2 separate regions of the Mus musculus genome follow, and region 1 is linked to region 2. The links are chromatin contacts, called in public Hi-C maps. All regions are on one chromosome and are shown on one strand. Each heading gives the region's core, a stretch centred on a gene start, on an enhancer-like site or on the middle of the called end of the contact. The rest is flanking DNA. Distances are from core to core; before and after follow the strand shown.

The links. Hi-C and Micro-C count contacts between places; a contact is called where the count stands out from the background.
Region 1: a Hi-C map of B cells shows a contact between it and region 2, with 7 read pairs. The contact joins the promoter of Tmc8 here to the promoter of Rnf157 in region 2. A contact is called at or near these places in 1 of 39 promoter capture datasets (cranial neural crest) and 1 of 484 Hi-C or Micro-C datasets (B cells).

The regions. Positions count from the first base shown.
Region 1 is chr11:117,780,979-117,784,004 of GRCm38.p6, reverse strand. It overlaps Tmc8 (transmembrane channel-like gene family 8), which reads right to left and starts at 1,708. Exons shown (of 16, transcript NM_181856.2): 1 at 1,597-1,708; 2 at 735-955; 3 at 462-610; 4 at 85-234. The coding sequence starts at 895. Gm11723 (a long non-coding RNA gene) reads left to right here. Exons shown (of 3, transcript XR_003949820.1): 3 at 532-1,350. It also overlaps a transcript of Tmc6 not described here.
Region 2 is chr11:116,411,470-116,414,395 of GRCm38.p6, reverse strand. It overlaps Rnf157 (ring finger protein 157), which reads left to right and starts at 1,364. Exons shown (of 19, transcript NM_027258.1): 1 at 1,364-1,699. The coding sequence starts at 1,612.

The DNA.
Region 1 (3,026 bases), core at 459-2,958, 1.4 Mb before region 2:
CTGGGTGGCATCCGGGCAGAAGGTCCTATGGAGGAGAGTCCAAAGCTAGCCCATGCAGCTTGCCCAGGCAGGGCCAGCACTCACTCAGTTTCAGGGCAGGGCCTAGCTCAGGGGGGCGGAGCCAGACCAGGGGCAGCAGCACAAAGCAGGCAGTCAGCAGCATGGTCAGCAGGTTGAGCAGCAGCAGGAAGCGAAGGAAAGTGAAGTAGGACTGGATCCCGGTTCCGAAGAGGCCTACGAGAGAAAACAGGGAGAGTCAGCCACGTTGAGAATCCCAGGGCTGTGTGATGTGTGGCAATATGGACCAGCCCAGGGCAAAATTAGGGCTCCGCGCGCCCCCACAGCCCTCCAGAGATCTGTATGTAACCCAGCTAGGTGTGCACAGGAGGAATCCGAGGGGTGTACAAGGATGGAGGGGCTGATGAGGAAGGTGGGAAATATGGGTCGGCATGGGATCCTACCCCCAATCTCGTAGAGAGCTCCCTCCCAGAGACCGAAGCCGCGGGCCAGCCGTTGCTCTGCCTCCCTCAGGTGTTGTCGCGCCACCCGCCTCGGGCGATGCCACCGCTGCCAGAAGGTGGTCTTCACTCCCTCGGGCTCCCGCAGTTCCCTGCAGGACCGTGGTGACAGGGGGGCGCCCTTGAGTAATCCATCTGACAGATGCATCCTCCGGAGGCCCCCCACCCCCACCCCACCCCTGCGCAGCTCGTCCAGAGTAGCCGAGCGGCACCCACCGGATGAAGCGCTTGTCTGCCATGGCGTAAGGCAGCATCCGCACAGGCGTCCGGGAGGCGCATAGCCGCTCCACTTCTTGCTCCCACAGCTCCTCCGAGGCCGCCTGGGATTCAGGCCTTCGTGGGGCTGGTCCTGACTGCACCGACCACTGGCGAAACATCCCAGTGGGCGCGCGGGACAGACAGGCAAGATCCTTGCTCGCAGGAGCTCCACCTTGGCCCTGCCAGTGTCCACAGTGAAAAGAAGCCTGCTGTGGTCGAAGCCGGGGCTGCCCCACTCCACCTCTCAAACAGACCCACTGACCAAGGCCTTAGTCTTCAACTGCCAAGCACGGTGAAAGGCCTCCAGGATATGAGGAGAGAGAAGCCGCGGGCAAAGGCTGTCTGTCCTAAACCTTACCTTACGCTTTAGAAAAACACAATCTTTTCCCATGTGCTGATTGGCTTTTGGGAGGTCACTCCTGTCCCGAACCCCCGACAGCTCCTAGAATTTAGCTTCCTGCAACACCCCAGCTCTGGATGTACTAGGGCTCCGTTCTCTCTGTGTGTGTTTGTTTTGTTTTTTTGAGACAGGGTTTCTCTGTGTAGCCCTGGCTGTCCTAGAATTCACTCTGTAGACCAGGCTGGCCTTGAACTCAGAAATCTGCTTGTCTCTGACTCCCAAGTGCTGGGATTAAAGGCGAGCACCGTCACTGCCCGCCCCATTCTGTGTGTTTTGTCCAGGCTGGGTCTGCTCTGGTCTTCTCAAGGGACCCAGAATAGAAGGCGTGGCTACATCCCCAATCATGAGAAAAGAAAAGACACCCCCCCCCCCAAACCATCCGGAAGGAAGCAATAGCCCTGGCCTTCTTCCCCCTCTCACCGTCCTTATTGTCACAAGGCAAGCAGCTCACAAAGAGGCAAGGGACCAAGCTCCCCGAAGAGCCCCCTCCTAAGACCAGCTCTTGACACACCAGGCAGGGTGGTGAGGGAGTGGGGTGGGGGTCACGTGACAGGAACCCCGGGGGTGGGGGCCCACCGCGTCTCCTCCCCTCCACCCACTCCCGCCTTCCTTCCTCACAGTTTCCTCTGCCTCTGCGTGCACTTCCCGACCTGGAGGGTCACGGGCACAGGTGAGAGGCGCGGGTGGCACCAGGCCGACCTGCTTTTCTGTGCTCCCACTCCTGCAAGCCCCCTTCCTGGCCGCCAGCCCTTAGGCGTGTCCTGGTGCGGGGACCCTTATCTGCGGTCCGCAGTCGCCCCAGAGAGCAGGCTAGTGATGGGTGGATGGTCTCAGCACTGGAGCTGCTGCCTCTCCGGATCCCTGGCGCTTTGTTCTTTGCTTTTTGTTCTATTTCAAGACAGGGTCTCACTGTGTAACTCTGATTGTCTTGGAATTCATCATGTAGAGCAGGCTGGCCTTGAACTCACAGAGACACTTGCCCAAGGCTGGGATTAAAGAAAGGCCTGTGTCACTATGACTGGCTGGCAGGTTATTTTTGAACTGACCGCCTTAAGGGCAGGCACTGCCCTCCCTGTTGCTATGCCCTGGCCAGGCTCTGGCACCAAGCCCAACCTAAGAGCTGAGGAAGCAGCTTCTTCAAGCACGTCACTCGTCATCCACTGACTAGACCTTTAGGAGTCATCTTGGCCAGTTCCCAGTTCTGGGAGCCCTAGCCTTTCCTCCCTGTTCACCTCTTTTAAAACCTTGTTGTCTCAGCTCTGGATTCTGAGTCTCCGCCTGTGTCCCTGCCCACAGGCTCTGTACTCCCAACAAGTTCACACAGGAAGGCGCCCCAGGAAATGGCTTTCAAATTGGGCCAAAGTCGTGCAAAATTCAGAGTAAGAGCAAGGAGTCAACTAGGGGCTGAGGAGGGCTGGGTCTGCAGACCAAGACTTCCGGTGCCAAGGCGCCGCTTGGTAAACCCACCCAGGCACGGAGAGACAGCTGCGAAGAAGCGTCGCCCTCCCCCCTCAGGCTTCATCTCCTTCCGGTATCCCACACGTTTCCTGGGGTCTGTTAACCTTCGTGTGTAGGAGGGGACTTGTTTTTCCCTTCTACTTCTCACGGTCACCGGTCACCCTGTCTGTAACTTGGGGGAAGCGGTTCTATGGAGCATCTTGGTGGCCAGGTTCCTTGCTCCAGCTGGTGACACCTGGAGGCTGGTGACACTTTCTCGGGTTCAATTTCCTCATCTGTGAAATAGAAAGGTCTTTGACTGTCTTGGCACAGCAGGAAGCAGTTTAACCCTAGCTTTAGAAACAGACACCACGCCCAGGGCGGAGCGGGCAGTAACTCGTTTGCTCAGCCTC
Region 2 (2,926 bases), core at 115-2,614:
GTTCTGGGTCAACGAGAGCTACATGAGATCTGGTCTCAAGGTGGAGGGGGAGCCGAGGAACTGAGATATATCCCTAGAATCCACACAGTTGAAGAGAAAACACTTCTGCAAGTTGTCCTTTGACCTCTAAAATCACCTGGCGATACAGGAGAGGAACCCCCCCCTGCCAACACACAAATAAAATGTTAACATCAACAACAAAACTTAAACCACACCAACCCCTGCAAACCACACACACACACACACACACACACACACACACACACACGGGGGGGGGCGGGGGGGTGAGAGAAGAGAAGAGAAGAGAAGAGAAGAGAAGAGAAGAGAAGAGAAGAGATCAGGAGACAGACAGATCTACAAAACAGTTTTACAAACCTAAAGAAGGGAATCAGTCACCCCAAACTACTGTGTATGTTGTTGAAAGTTGACGTCATGCTGAAACAGTTCGGAACCTTGATCAGTCTCCCCCCAGAGAAACAAAAACAAAACAAAAAAATCCCCAAAACCTCATCATACCCACAAATACATAAATGTCTGTAATTAACTGAGCAATGACGTCTTCTGCCTGCCCACTGTGTGTGTGTGTGTGTGTGTGTGTGTGTGTGTGTGTGTGTGTAGGGAAGTCCTAGATCTGCCCTATCAAATTCCCTTTTTGATTCGAGGACTGTTCACTGATAGGCCACACAAGGCTCTTTCCAGTGTCTCCAGAGAACAGTTCACAAGGGACAGGCTCAGAGTGACTATCTTGAGTTAATGCCTACCAATCCAAACCCTAAAGGCTACCCGAGCTGTCCCAGGAAGGAGGTTACAAACAGCATTTACGGAGGGATGGCCACATCTTAGCTGACCATCCCAACATCCCCTATGCAGTCTTGGTGACATTTGGGATGTGAGGTTGGCAGAGCACTTGGGGTTCAGGCGGTAGGGGCATGAGGGATGTGGATGCTCGCCCCTGGGCTATGACCTCGACAGACGCGGAGGAGGCGGGGCTCTGGCTGCCAGGGCGGGGCGGCTCGCTGTGGGATTCAGGGACAAAGACGCGCGAGCTCGAGGCAGGCCTCCCCGGTGCCACGGGGGAGGCGCACCCGGAGCAATAATCCCACCGGGACACCGCTCGGGTGCGGCGGGGACCATGCTTCTTCCACCCGCCGTGGCCGAGCAGCTCCGGGAGACTCAGACCCTTGCCCGTCGCTGCCGCCGAGCCCCAGGCCGCATCCGCGCCGCAACCTCCGCGCGAAGCACGCGCCGCGGGCGCCCACCGCAGCTCGTTTCCTATTGGCTGGCCGGCCCGCGGGCGCTCCCGCCCCGCCGTCCCATTGGCTGAGGCCGCCGCGGTCCCCCCGCGCGCTAGCCGCCGCTGACATCACGCGGTCTGAGGCGGCGGCGGCGCCCCCGGGCTCAGCCCCGCAGCCCCCTCAGGCAGAGGCGCCGCCGCGGTGCCCGGCGGAGGATGGTGCGCGCCGTGCGGGCCGCTCCCCGCAGCCTCAGCCGCAGCAGCGCCTCAGCCGAGCGGGCCGCGGCGGGCAGCCGACCCCCGCACCGGGCGTGCGGCCGGCCGGCGCGCTGAGGCTCGGACGCCGGAGCCCGGGCGACGCCGCGATCGCAGCGGCCATGGGGGCCCTGACGAGCCGGCAGCACGCGGGCGTGGAGGAGGTGGACATCCCGTCCAATTCCGTGTACCGCTACCCGCCCAAGTCCGGTGAGGGCCGGGCGCGCGCCACGGGCCGGGCGGAGGGGAGGCCGCGCGTCGGATGCTGCGGGCGGGCAACGCGGTGGCCCGGGCGGCCCCGAGTCGGCCGCGGAGCGGGGGAGGTCTTCGGGATGCAGGGCGGGGGGCGCTCCCCATCCCGGGCCTCGGCGACGCCACGCGGAGGACTGCAGGTGCCTGCAGGGTCACCGAGGTCACCGCTCGCGTCCTCCGTGGTAATCTGCTCTGCGACAGGGACGCGCGCCGCCGGGGATGCGGCGTTGCAGCGGCTGCGGGTTGGAGAGGCATCCCTGACAGGCACCTGTGCCAGGTGTTGTCCCCGGGCTGTCGCATCCATGTCCCTTGGGACAGCTAGAAGTGCGTTTCTGCGAGCGTGAGGAGTAGTGCGGGAGGACGAACTTGCTTAAGCAGTTCTTCGCTTTTCTGGAGACTATCAGGGCGGGGATTGGGGGAGAAACTAAGTTAACAGAGATGTGTAGGAATCTGACAAGAGTCACTTGGATTGCCCCTTTCCTAGTTTCTGTCAAGGAGATGGCTGGAGACAGAGCAAAAGTGTTTTCTGTCGTACACTGTCACTTGAAACAGTCAATGCCTCCATCAGCATCAGCATTGCAGGAGAGTTTTGACAGCAGATGAGAAAGTAGTCCACTTGAGTGAGGACTGCTGTTCAAGCTGCTGGCGAGTGACCCAGCTACATGTCCTTTATCATCACCTTTATCTAAAAAAAATTTTTTTTTGCTTGCTGATCTCAAGACCCCCGGGACTCGTGTCTACCACCTTCCCTCTGGCTTGAGGACCTGGTGTGGATTTTGATGCGGGAGTAGTGAGTGAGGTGTCAGAATTGGACAGGGTCCCATTCTCTCTTGGTAGAATAAAGACATGCTAATGAGTCGAGCTGATTTCTCAGCAGTACATCCAGTTTCTGCCAGGTGGAAGCTGGGACCAGACAATGAACCTGCCTCCCTGCGGAGTGAGTGCCAGTAGCTCCCTGTCTTGCTGCTTTTGTGCCAGAGAATGAGTCCTAGCAGAAATGAGTGAGAACCACTTTAGAGAGGTCTGACATTAAGCAGCGATTGTTAGTGTTTTTAATAAACCTCTTGCTAATAATGACCGCATGGTTACTTTTATCTATTAAAATTGCATCTTGGTGCCCTGAAGGCTGAGGCAGGATTGTTAAATTTGGGGTCAGCCTGGGCTACACAGTGAGACTGTCTCAAA